Linked DNA regions of Rattus norvegicus: region 2 is linked to region 1. The links are chromatin contacts, called in public Hi-C maps. All regions are on one chromosome and are shown on one strand. Each heading gives the region's core, a stretch centred on a gene start, on an enhancer-like site or on the middle of the called end of the contact. The rest is flanking DNA. Distances are from core to core; before and after follow the strand shown. Region 1 overlaps LOC134484957 (a long non-coding RNA gene). Region 2 holds the start of Ifngr1 (interferon gamma receptor 1).

Evidence for each region. A called contact is a pair of places that touch in the nucleus more often than the background predicts.
Region 2: a contact with region 1 is called in a Hi-C map of mammary epithelial cells, with 2.4 times the contacts expected there. The contact joins the promoter of Ifngr1 here to the enhancer-like site in region 1. A contact is called at or near these places in 4 of 12 Hi-C or Micro-C datasets (Schwann cells, kidney, mammary epithelial cells and 1 more).

The regions. Positions count from the first base shown.
Region 1 is chr1:16,068,255-16,073,992 of GRCr8, forward strand. LOC134484957 (a long non-coding RNA gene) reads right to left here. Exons shown (of 5, transcript XR_010062787.1): 5 at 3,056-5,109. Among named protein-coding and RNA genes, the nearest start is that of Ifngr1, 82 kb to the right of the region's middle. Within about 2 kb of position 3,972, at least 19 of the 93 cell types and tissues checked have an H3K27ac peak or open chromatin away from gene starts, as enhancers often do.
Region 2 is chr1:16,150,942-16,156,384 of GRCr8, forward strand. It overlaps Ifngr1 (interferon gamma receptor 1), which reads left to right and starts at 1,969. Exons shown (of 7, transcript NM_053783.3): 1 at 1,969-2,125. The coding sequence starts at 2,014.

The DNA.
Region 1 (5,738 bases), core at 2,722-5,221:
ATTTTAAAATTTAAACTGACAAAGTGATTTCTACACAAACTATTTTTCCAATAGACTTATGCGCACGTTCTTTTACATAGGGAAGATTCGTTAAACTTTTTGAAGGAGATTACCTTACATTGAGGTTTAAAAAAAAAAAAACAATTAAAAAAAATGTTTTTTGGCTTTAAATAGAGGAATTCGGAGGCTTCAAGTCCAGGAAGCGGGTTGCTATGTTGCATTGCCATCTAGTGGATTCGAATGGCTATTGCAAGGGTGAGGTTTTCCTTTAGAAAAGTGTCAAAGCTGAAACAACCTAAAGATGGACGCCGTTAAAAACCAGGGAGGGATTTTTAAAATTACACTTGTTTGTGGGTGCGTGCGCGTGCGCAGGATGGTCAGAAGTCCAACTTTGGGAGTAGGCTCTCTCTCCTACATGTGGTTTCCAGGCTTGAAAGGAGGTGCCTTCACCCACTGAGCTCACTGTGTGAGCCCCCCCCCCCACAGCTCTGGAAACCATCAAAACGGGGAAAAATATGTGAAACCAAAATATTCCATCCTAACTTACAGTCGATAGAAATCCAATTTAAGAGACAAAAATCATATACAGCTACGGAATGTTATGGGCTATACACAATCATTGAGCACTTCGTCTTTCCCCCTTTGTTTATATAGAAGTTGGTGTCCTGAGGTTGTGGGTGTGTCTCCGTGTCGGAGTGCGCAGTGAGCGTGCAGGAAGTCCACTGAGCGTGGAAGCAAAAGTGTTGGCGATGTGACACACCATAAAGTGCACCTTTTCGTCGTGTTTACTGCGTGTGTGTCTGTGTGTCTGTGAGTCTGTGCGTTGGTGTGCACACGTGCCTTCACGTTTTCCAAGCGAAACACAAAAGGAGTTAAATAAGTGTGCTTGGGGGATTCCCTATGAGGTGCAGGAAAAACACGTAGAAAGATTAATGTTTGAAGCAAGATTTCTTGGAGGAGATTACGATGAAAGATTTTAGAATCATACATTTTATACATTTAAAAAAAAATTCTAAGAAAGCCACTAAAAGAATCAACTGGCATAAATCAACCACAAAGGAGTAACGTGATCATGTAAAAAGAAAAGACTCATACCAGATACCTTCCAATTATGATTACTGTAAGTTCCTGATGGGTATATTCTAAGGACAAATTGGACCACAACCATATTCTAACATGCACTAGATGTCTTATTTACTACAAGTCTGTTTGAACTAGTTTGTACATATGATGAGATAAAACAAATTATTACACAATGTAATATTGTTTCTACCAGTTGTAAATATTGTTTTTTTTTCAAGTAAAGAGAGAACAAGAAAAAAATCAAGTTAGTAAAGGCCCTGTAATGTTATTTTTATCTAAAAGTCTTACTATAGGAGCTGGAGAGAGCACTGGCTGCTCTTCCAGAGGCCCTGAGTTCAATTCCCAGCAACCACAGAGCAGCTCACAGTTGTCTGTCACTAGAGTCCCCGGGAACCCAGTGCCCTCTCTTGGTCTCTGTGAATAGTACCTGTATGCAGTATCCAGGCATACACAGAAACAAAACATACATATACATAAAAAATGTTTAAAATATTGCTGTGGTTTATGAGAAATAGTTATATTTAATGATATTTACTTCTTATCTATGTCAACTGTAAGACTTAAAAACAATAACAATACAAAGTAGCAACACTCGGAGTGTCTTTAAAATAATTTCCTGTATGAAGAACTAAGTTTCCCTACAGAAATGGCTGATTTCAGACCAAAGGCAAGTCATAAAGTTATGACCTACTTTCGCAGAAGTCAAAAAAAAAAAAAATACCGACAGCGTACAGAAACCCGCTGGACGCATGCTCAGTGACCAAGTGGCTTGGCAGTGGAACTTGGGGAAGGAAGGGTTCACCAAACTGCAGTATATTGAATATCTAAAACCCATATGCTGGGGCCGGAGAGATGGCTCAGCCATTAATGGCCCTTCCTGCTTTCCAGAGGTCCCACGTTCAATTCGCAGCAGCCATCACAAGCACCTGTCACTCCACCTCCAGGAAGAGATTTCTGCTGCTCTCCTTTGGCCTCCCTGGGCACCTTAATCCGTATGGTATGCACTCCCAGAAATTCACACACATACACATAAATAAAAATGAATATGTACTATAGGCTTTATGCTCATAGACATATTTTTAAGTGGAGAAAGAAAATTATTTTATCAGTCACCATTAGAGGAAGCGAAAGTCACAACTCCTTGTGGACACAGGCAGTATGAAAATGCTAAGTATTTAATCTGCATTCTTGAATAAACATACCAATGGAACCAAGGAGCCCTGACTGATAAAGAAGAGACCATTTCAAACTATTAGTTATACAACAAAAACATTTTCCAAGCCTAGAGAATGATAGTGTTAGAAAGCAGCCATGTTACAGAGAAGCCAACATTTCCCCCAGTTAGGTAAGTGACCAGACAACACCCCTGACGTCATCAGGTGGACATTTCCCCCAGTTAGGTAAGTGACCAGACAACACCCCTGACGTCATCAGGTGGAAGTGTGAAAGGGCCCAGAAGTTAGAGGAAAAGTCTGCGGTTACTCTGCTTCTTTGAATCCTAGAACTGTTATTTCCTGTGAACGATTCACGGTGTTGCTGGTACCCAGCCATCAATTCAAGAACCCACGAGAACAGAACGTAAAATCCTTCCAGTTTATGTGCAGGGCAGACGTAGGTGGCTTGTTAGAGGATAGTGACACCACGAAGGAACATCCAGAATTTGTTTTTAATCAACTGGAAGGAAGAAAGAAGTTTGCAGATGATGATAGACATAAGAGGAGCAAGAGAGCAGGTGGGCGGTGAGTTGGAGAAAGCCCATTTGTCAAATGTGCGAGCAACTTCGAATAGGAGCCAGGCACTAAAGGACAGGGATGAACTGTTGTTACCACTTTGTGTGTGATAACAGTAACTCGTTACAGTCCCTTCTCAGAGATGCATTAAACACAAAGTATGTGCCTGGAATTTGCCTGGAACACTGCAGGAGAGAAAAATAGAAGGAAAAGGCGGAGGAGGAAGATGAGGAGGAGGAGGAGGAGGAGGAGGAGGAGGAGGAGGAGGAGGAGGAGGAGGAGGAGGAGGGGGAGGCAATGCAGAGAATGTTCTCAGTGCCAATCATGGACACCGGAGGGAAGGCCCCCGGCTTTTTACACGGCGCATCTCCGTTCGTGTGTGTCTAAAATAAAAGCCTTTTATAAGAAATAAAAAAATTGTGTGTGAGGCTTAAAGAAAATCACAGGACTGCTGACACGGCTTAGCACGTGGAGGTGCTTGCTGTGAAGCCTGATAGTTTAAGTCCAATCTCTGGGACATGTGTGGTAGAGTGAGCATCAACTCTTGCAGATTTTACACACACACACACACACACACACACACACACACACACACACACACAGAGAGAGAGAGAGAGAGAGACAGAGAGACAGAGAGACAGAGACAGAGAGACAGAGAGACAGACAGAGACAGAGACAGAGAGACAGACAGAGACAGAGACAGAGAGACAGAGACAGAAAGACAGAGACAGAGAGATAGAGAGACAGACAGAGACAGAGACAGAGAGACAGAGACAGAAAGACAGAGACAGAGACAGAGAGACAGACAGAGACAGAAAGACAGAGACAGAGACAGAAAGACAGAGACAGAGAGACAGAGAGACAGACAGAGACAGAAAGACAGAGACAGAGACAGAAAGACAGAGACAGAGAGACAGAGACAGAGACAGAGAGACAGAGACAGAGAGACAGAGAAAGAAGAGAGATAGACACCGGAACAGAGAGAACAGAGAGGAAAATGTAAATTAGAAAGCAAAACAAAACCAGAGACACTGTCCTAAAGTAAAGCAGCGAGTTAAGAGACAAAGCAGAAAAGTGAAAACTGAGGGCTCCCCGCTGCCCGCGCAGGGCTTCCTCTGAGAGAGACTTCCAAAGGAGGAAATTACAGCAACTCCAAGGCATTTCCTCCTCAAATACTTAGCCTGGGAAACCATTTCTTCCTCAAAGAAACAAAAACACGGTGTCACAGAACACATTGTTCTTCCGTTCTTCGTTAGACACCTCTGTGATTTGTGTCTTTTTCTCCTCTCTCAGGTTCTACCCAAGACAGCTGAACGCTTGATATAAAAATCTTGAGTGTGTCTCTCTCCAGAGGACCTCAGTTCTCCCAGGGCCGAGGCTGTCTTTTAACCTTCTGTCTGCTCCTAACAACTTCTGGCAAATCGGTTTGCCATTAAGACCTGACTGCGGTGGTTAATTGTCATTGTCAGCGTGACTGGGGATGTTCAACATGAAGAAGGCTCGCCCATCTGTGGGCAGCGCCATCCTGTGAGCTAGGATGAAAAGGTGGCACTAATATTCTTCTCTGCTTGCTGACTGCAGACACGAGTGTGAACGGGCACAGGAGGAGTCTGTTACTGAGTCTCCACACTGATGGACTGCGACCCTAGTGCACCCTTCCTTCTCTAAGTGGCTTTTGTGAGCTATTTTGTTACAGCCATGTGAAGAGAGACTAACACACCCTGTCGTACTGCATTCTGCTGTCCTGCTGGTCCCCCACAGGGCTCTCAATATCCCAAATCCCCACCATTAACATCTTTATTGGGATTTGGAAGATTTCCTGAAGTATTAAATTTATTCTCTGGCTTGATGGATCAAATGATATTATGGCGTGGTGGTTTGAACAAGAACAGTCTCCATGGGCTCGAATCCCTGGATGCTTAATCATTAGGGCGTGGTGGTTCTTCACGTGGATGAGGAGGTGCAGCTTTGTTGGAGTAGAGGAGACCCTGTTGGAGGAAATGTATCACTGATGTGGGCGTTGGGGCTTCAAATGCTCAAGCCAGGTCCGGTGTCTTTCTCCTTCCTGCTGGCTGCTGTTCTGGTTGTAGAACTCTCAGCTCCTCCAGAACCACGTCTACCAATATGGCGCCGTGCTTCCTGCTATGCTGATAATACACACGGCTTCTGAAACCGTGAGCAAGTCCTTTGTAAGAGTTGGCATGGTCACGGTGCCTCCACACAGTATTAGATGACTCGCTGAGACATATGAAAATCCTGTCTAAGCCAGATCTGACTTTCTGTAGTTTCATCTTACCTGTGGTCCAAAAACAAACCATTAAACAGGAAATCCGAGATAATTCCTGTCTTAAAGCACGTCCTGTTAAAAGAAGGGCGTTACGTATGGGGGAAGAGAGAGTGGGTGGGATTTTAGACATTCATGGTGGGGATGGGCACTGGGAATTGATTTTTATGGATAAAGCTGTTGTCGGTAAGATTCCCAAGCCTCTCTGTTCACGTATTATAGAGTATCGTCCAGAGGAGACCATTCGGATTCAGATTTTAGTCTGCCAGTGATTACACTGGGTGTTTGGGATTCCACTGTAGCCCAGAGCCCTTCTCAGGGTGAGTTTTAAAGCATTAAAAACCATATCCTACGTGGGCACACCTCAGTTAACAAGAACAGTTATCCAGAAGCAGAAGCACAGAAGCCAAAAACATTTTTTATGGGAGTTTATGGGGACTTACAGTTTCAGAGGGAAAACGGGGTCATCATTGTAGGCAAGCAGTGTGGCTGGAGAGGCAATCTGAGAATTCAGCAGAGAAAGGGAAGGGCGGAAGAGGGGGGAAGGAGGGAGGGAGGGAGGAAGGGAGAGAGAGAGAGAGAGAGAGAGAGAGAGAGAGAGAGAGAGAGAGAGAGAAGAAGAAGAAGAAGAAGAAGAAGAA
Region 2 (5,443 bases), core at 719-3,218, 81 kb after region 1:
TGGAAAGATGTTCTGCAGTGGATGAAATTCTGACACTTTGTCCAAATCCTTCCTCAGAAATCCAAGACTTAGCCCCATCCCCTCCCGGCCAGCAGGAACGCAGCTAGTAATCAACCTCAGCTGCCAGCCTTCTTTCTGGATGTGCTCAAGTCATGGAAGCCCCAAACTGTGTCCTGTTCTAGCTTGTATTCAGTGCTGGGAAGTTGCAGGCTGACTTCCCATACCCATGGAGGACACTCCTACAAAGCCATCCCCACTTCTGAGCAGCTCGTGAGGTTGACAAGTCCTCACACAGATCTAGCCCTGCTTTCTCCTCCTCTCTTTGTACAGGGGCTTATCTCAGCAGTGTTTCCCATAAATATTCCCATCTTACATTCCAGATGATAATCTGCTTCCTGAGTAAGCCAGCCTGGGACGCATGAAGACTCACTGTTGTATCAACTACAACGACATCTGTGAACCGTGTGGTGTGGTCTATCCTGCTCTAGATTTCTAAGCAGCACAGTGCAGTTGTTTGTCCTTGTGGCCATACAGTGACTAGAAATGCTTTTCTTGGGGTGCATATCATAAGCACACCAAAGGAAATAGTCTTTGGGACAGCTTTCTTATTCCAAATACTCTTATTCCTAGCGCCAAGAGGGAGGCATTCGCTGTGTGCTTTTTCCAGAAATGCACAAAGTTGAAGTCTAACCCAAATCGTGTCTACTGAATTTGAACTTGTACAAGATCACCAAGATGTCTACTGGCATTATAGTCTGAGAAATGCTAGACTATTAACAGAATTCATTCGTTAATTGATCAAGACAAGTAACAAGCCTGAGCTGATAATTCCGGGTCTTCAGAATGCCTTCATAACATTTCGCTTAGAAGACTGGGAGGATACCATGCCAGTGTTTCTACCGTATAGAGTTTGCGTTTTAGGAAGCAAAGAAAACCCAAATCAATATGCATATTGTAGTTGGGGATGTAAATGTGTCTTTAAAAATAAGGGGAGAGTGGGTTGCATTTAAATTTCTTGCAGAGATAGTGATGAGAGAGCCGAAGCGGTGAAGCAGTACAAGAGTGTTGTCTGTACTAAGTACGAGGACGCTAAAGTGAATCTAGGGGAAGAAGAGAGATGCAAACTAACTGGTGCGGTCAGAGAGGCAAGGCCAATCTCTTGATGAGAGACTACTTAGAAATCCGCCCTTTGATATTTCATTATTAAAATGGTCATGGGCTTTTTTGGCGGTAGTTTGTTTTTGCTAAGAATAAAGTGCTTAGCAAGCACATTGGATTTGTGTTTTTAGAATCTGGGAAAAAAAAAAAAAAGTCTTGAAAACCAGAAGTTTAAGTTCCGCAGACAAAACTGGTGGGGACTGGAGAAGGATTTCTGGAACTTTTCTAAAACCTCAGGCTCCAAGACCCCTCATGCTGACGGATGAGATAAGCATAAACAGAAAGAGGAACTGCGGAAGGTAGTGTCACGCTGGAAAAAGGTAACGTTCGGGTCAGAGTTTCACGTGTACCACAATCCAGGTCTGAATACAGAGAGGAAGCCCACAGTTTCAAGCCTCAGGCTAGTCCACCCCTCTTCCAGTGTAGTGTTAACTGTTAAGGTCTCCGCCACTCTGTGCCATGCCCAGATCCCCTACGCAGACCGCGCCTATTCCCGGTGTCCTAGTCCACTCTAGACCGGCCAGGACCCGCCTCCTCGTGCAGATCCCGCCTCAAATCCCACCCCTACCCTCAAACTCCAATAAACACTGAAAGAATCGAGTATTGGTCCCGCCTCTCTGCCCAGACCCCGCCCCTGACGAGCTGCCTTTAGTCTTTGCCCTCTGAGGCTCCGCCTCCCCCTGAAGCCACGCCCCTCCCTTGCTGTTCTCCTAAACTGTAGACTTTGACTTTGGCCCCACCCAGCTTCCCCGGCAGGCGGCCTACCAAGTCGACTACCTAGTCTGCGGCGGACGTGACGCCGGCCCAGGCCTCGGGCGGCGCGGGTACCCTGTCTAGGGTGTCCTTTGCTCAGGAATGGGCCCGCAGGCTGCAGTCGGCAGGATGATTCTGCTGGTGGTCCTGATGCTGTCTGCGGAGATCGGGAGTGGAGCTTTGATGAGCACCGAGGATCCTAAGCCGCCCTCGGGTAATCTCTCCGAGCCGCTGCGGGCTGGGGCGGGAGGCCAGGCCGGAGGCGCCCGGCTGGGAAGTCCCTGCGGTCCTGATGCGCCGCCCTGGGCTAAGTGGCCCTGAATCCTGGAACGGAGGGGTCGCGGGGGGGGGGGGTGTCTCTGCGGTACTCGCCGCTTTCGCCTCTTCTTTGCCAACACAACAAAGCTGTGGTCTGTTTTACAGTTAGTTTCCAGGGCAGCGTTTGGCATTGTGTGTACACTGCTTACAGACCTCATTTTCCGGCTGTTGTCCAAATCCTTTGAAGGAGAGAGCCGATTGATACTAAGAGATTCTCATTTGTTAGTCTGGCGTTTAAATATGAAAGTGTTGAGATGCAAGGGTTCTTCATAGCGTAATTCCTTAGAACCTTTGATTTCATCTGCCTACTGACATTTTCCAGGACATATATGCTGGGGCTCGTTCTTCGTGATTAGAGCTCTAGAGACAACTATAAAACTTCTCATGCACTCCCTCCCTCCCAGTCCCTAATCTTAAGTGTCTGAGAAGTTCCCAATATCCAGCTGCTGGAAGGCATGGGGAGACCTCTTTAACTCTCAGATGATTTGCAGCTTTGAACCCCGTGTTAGAGTTTTCGGGAGCTCCAGTTAAGTGTGCAGATTCCAATTCTGCTTTGCCTTGACTTGATCTTCAAAGGTCAAGCAAATAATCATTCACGGTAGTTAGGCAATAGCTACCTAGATGTCAGAAAAAGAAAATGAGGGGCATGTACAAACTGAAATCCCACTTAGATGTAGAGAAAAATGAAATCATAATTGCAGGACAGTGGAATAGAAAATAGTGTTAAATTGTGATACAGCCAGATTCAGAAAGACAAATGCCATGTTTTCTTATGATAAATAGACCCTAGATATTTGTGTCTGTGGAGGAGACCATGAGAGGGGAGGAAGAGATCTTGAGGAAGGAGGGTTTACAACAAGTAAAAGCAGGGTAATAAAACTCATGGGGCATTAATGCAGAAGAGACTCTTGGACTCTTGGGGGAGGGAGGTGACCAGAAACAAAGAGACAGGAGCAACTGGGGGATGAATTAGAAGCAATAATGGTATGCATGCAATATGTATGAAAATGCCTTATTAAAACCTTGTACTTTAGTAATTTGAATTTTTTAATTAAAGGTAGAATGTGTGTATTAGAAACCAAGCAAACAAATCCTTAGTTATCCATGAGGATAGACACGGTACCAAAGGCTAGGAAGACAGATTACAGATATGACTTACTGAGTGCTGGGCACTGTCGATTTTCACAACCACCTCTCCTGAAACTGCCACTGGTTCCTGCATCCATGGTGAGGCACACGGGCTGCCCAAGTGGTAGAGTGCAAATTCTTAACCATCCCACCACCAGCCGTTACCTGGAGGGGAGTCACCTGACCCTGTGGGCCATTGAAGTACACTGTGATATGATATTGAATTTACTTACAGACTGCTGGAAATCAGGGAACTCCGGGAAGATTTTTCAGAGACATGCAGCCAGGCTTAGAACCAGAGGCTTAGAGAGAATGTGCTTGCAGGGGTATGAAGTGGCATGTTCAGCTAGTGTGCGAGTTTTATCGTGGACTGTGTGACAGGAGAGAGATAGGAAACAACTGGGATTTTTGTTATGTATAACAGCAAGGGATGGAAACGTGGCTTTAGCTGGCTTAACCTGAAACAGAAGGTTATTGGCTCAGAGACTCCCAAGGTAGAGAAAATGAGAGGTAGCAGCTTGGCTTCAGGAAGGTTAACACAAGAAGGTTAACACTGATAGGCAGTGGTCATGCACACCTTTAAACCCAGCACTCGGGAGGCAGTGACAGCCAGGGCCTCGTAGGGAAACCCTATGTCAAACAAACAAACAGAACTGAAGAGGAAAGGAGGAAGAAGAGGAAGGAGTTAAAGGAGGCGGAAGCTACCATGCACCATTCTTTATTTCCAGGGGCCTGGTTAGACAGATTCTCTTCTTGGCAGGAATGGTGCTGGTAACCTTTGGTTTTTTTTTTTAAATCTTTGCAACTTCTTCTATCTCAACAAAATCCCAGAGGAAGACTCATTTCCCTAGCTTGCTTGGGTGCCAACCAATGGGGAAGGACATTGTTAAAAGGTGTGGTGTAGAGGAATTCTCCAAAAGAGAAGTACATTGTCCCTGAAAGAAGTTCAGGGCCCGAGCCAAGAATATAATGTGCCCACCATGCCTGGGATCACCGGGTGGCTTGCAAGGTTAGATAATGCTTTTTAGACATGCCAGGCACCATATAAAGTACTTTGAGGGGGAAAGCCCATTAGGAAGCTGGAGCTCAAGTTCATAAGTTCCCATGAGAAACGACTGTAATGGAAGGGGGGGCTCTAGCAGGGACATTAAGGAGGCGGGTCGGTTGGACTCGGACTGGGTGTGGGTGGAGAGAAGCACACAGCTGCCTGGCCCAGGGCGGAGCCTTAAACCGAGTGCCAGGTACTTCCTTCTACTTGGATTCTCCTCTGTGTGACCTCGTAGTTTGCGCCCCCTATGGTGACACCTATGCCCTTCTGTATTGTACCCTAGCACTTTATGACACATTCTGTAGATTTTTGAATGCATTTCTTTAGATTTTTGTTGTCTCCCCTCTGCTGTTTTCGTCTGTGTATTTTGTCTTGAAGTGATATCTCATTATGCTTCCCAAACTGGCTTCAAACTGAGCTCCCTGCCTGGCTCAGCTTTCTGAATGCTGGGATTGTAGCGAAATTATCAGAAAATGATTATTCCCACGCCCGCTTTATATGCTGAGGTTACAGCCCCCGTTTTATTAAACAGTCTCAATGCCTTTTAATTAAAATGAACAAAGCGCTTTATGCTTTCATTTTTACCTCCCTTCCCTAGAACTTGATTTCTCCTTGATAAAGTACTAACTCTGTCATTCAGAGGATGAGTACATGCTCAACGCGGGTATTGTCTGAGATGTGCTCTGTAGAGATTGGTGTGAGTGAATTATCATCACTTAACCCGTGTCTCATTAACAAATAGCTTTAAATATTAAATTATTTTAGTCATGCATGAAGATGTGCACTGACCTTTTTAAAAAAAAATTCACCTAGATCAATGTAAGAAATTTAAATTTTGCCCAAGAGCAAACACTCATCTTCCTACCATTCACACGGTTTTGTCTTGTTTTGTTCTTAATCGGGGCTAGCTCACAGTTTCAGAGGTTCAGTCCCTTATCGTCATGGCAGGAACCATGGCAGCGTGCAGGCAGACGTGGTGCCGGAGAATTCTACATCTTGACCCACAGGCAGCAGACGTGAATGCCATTCTACACCTAG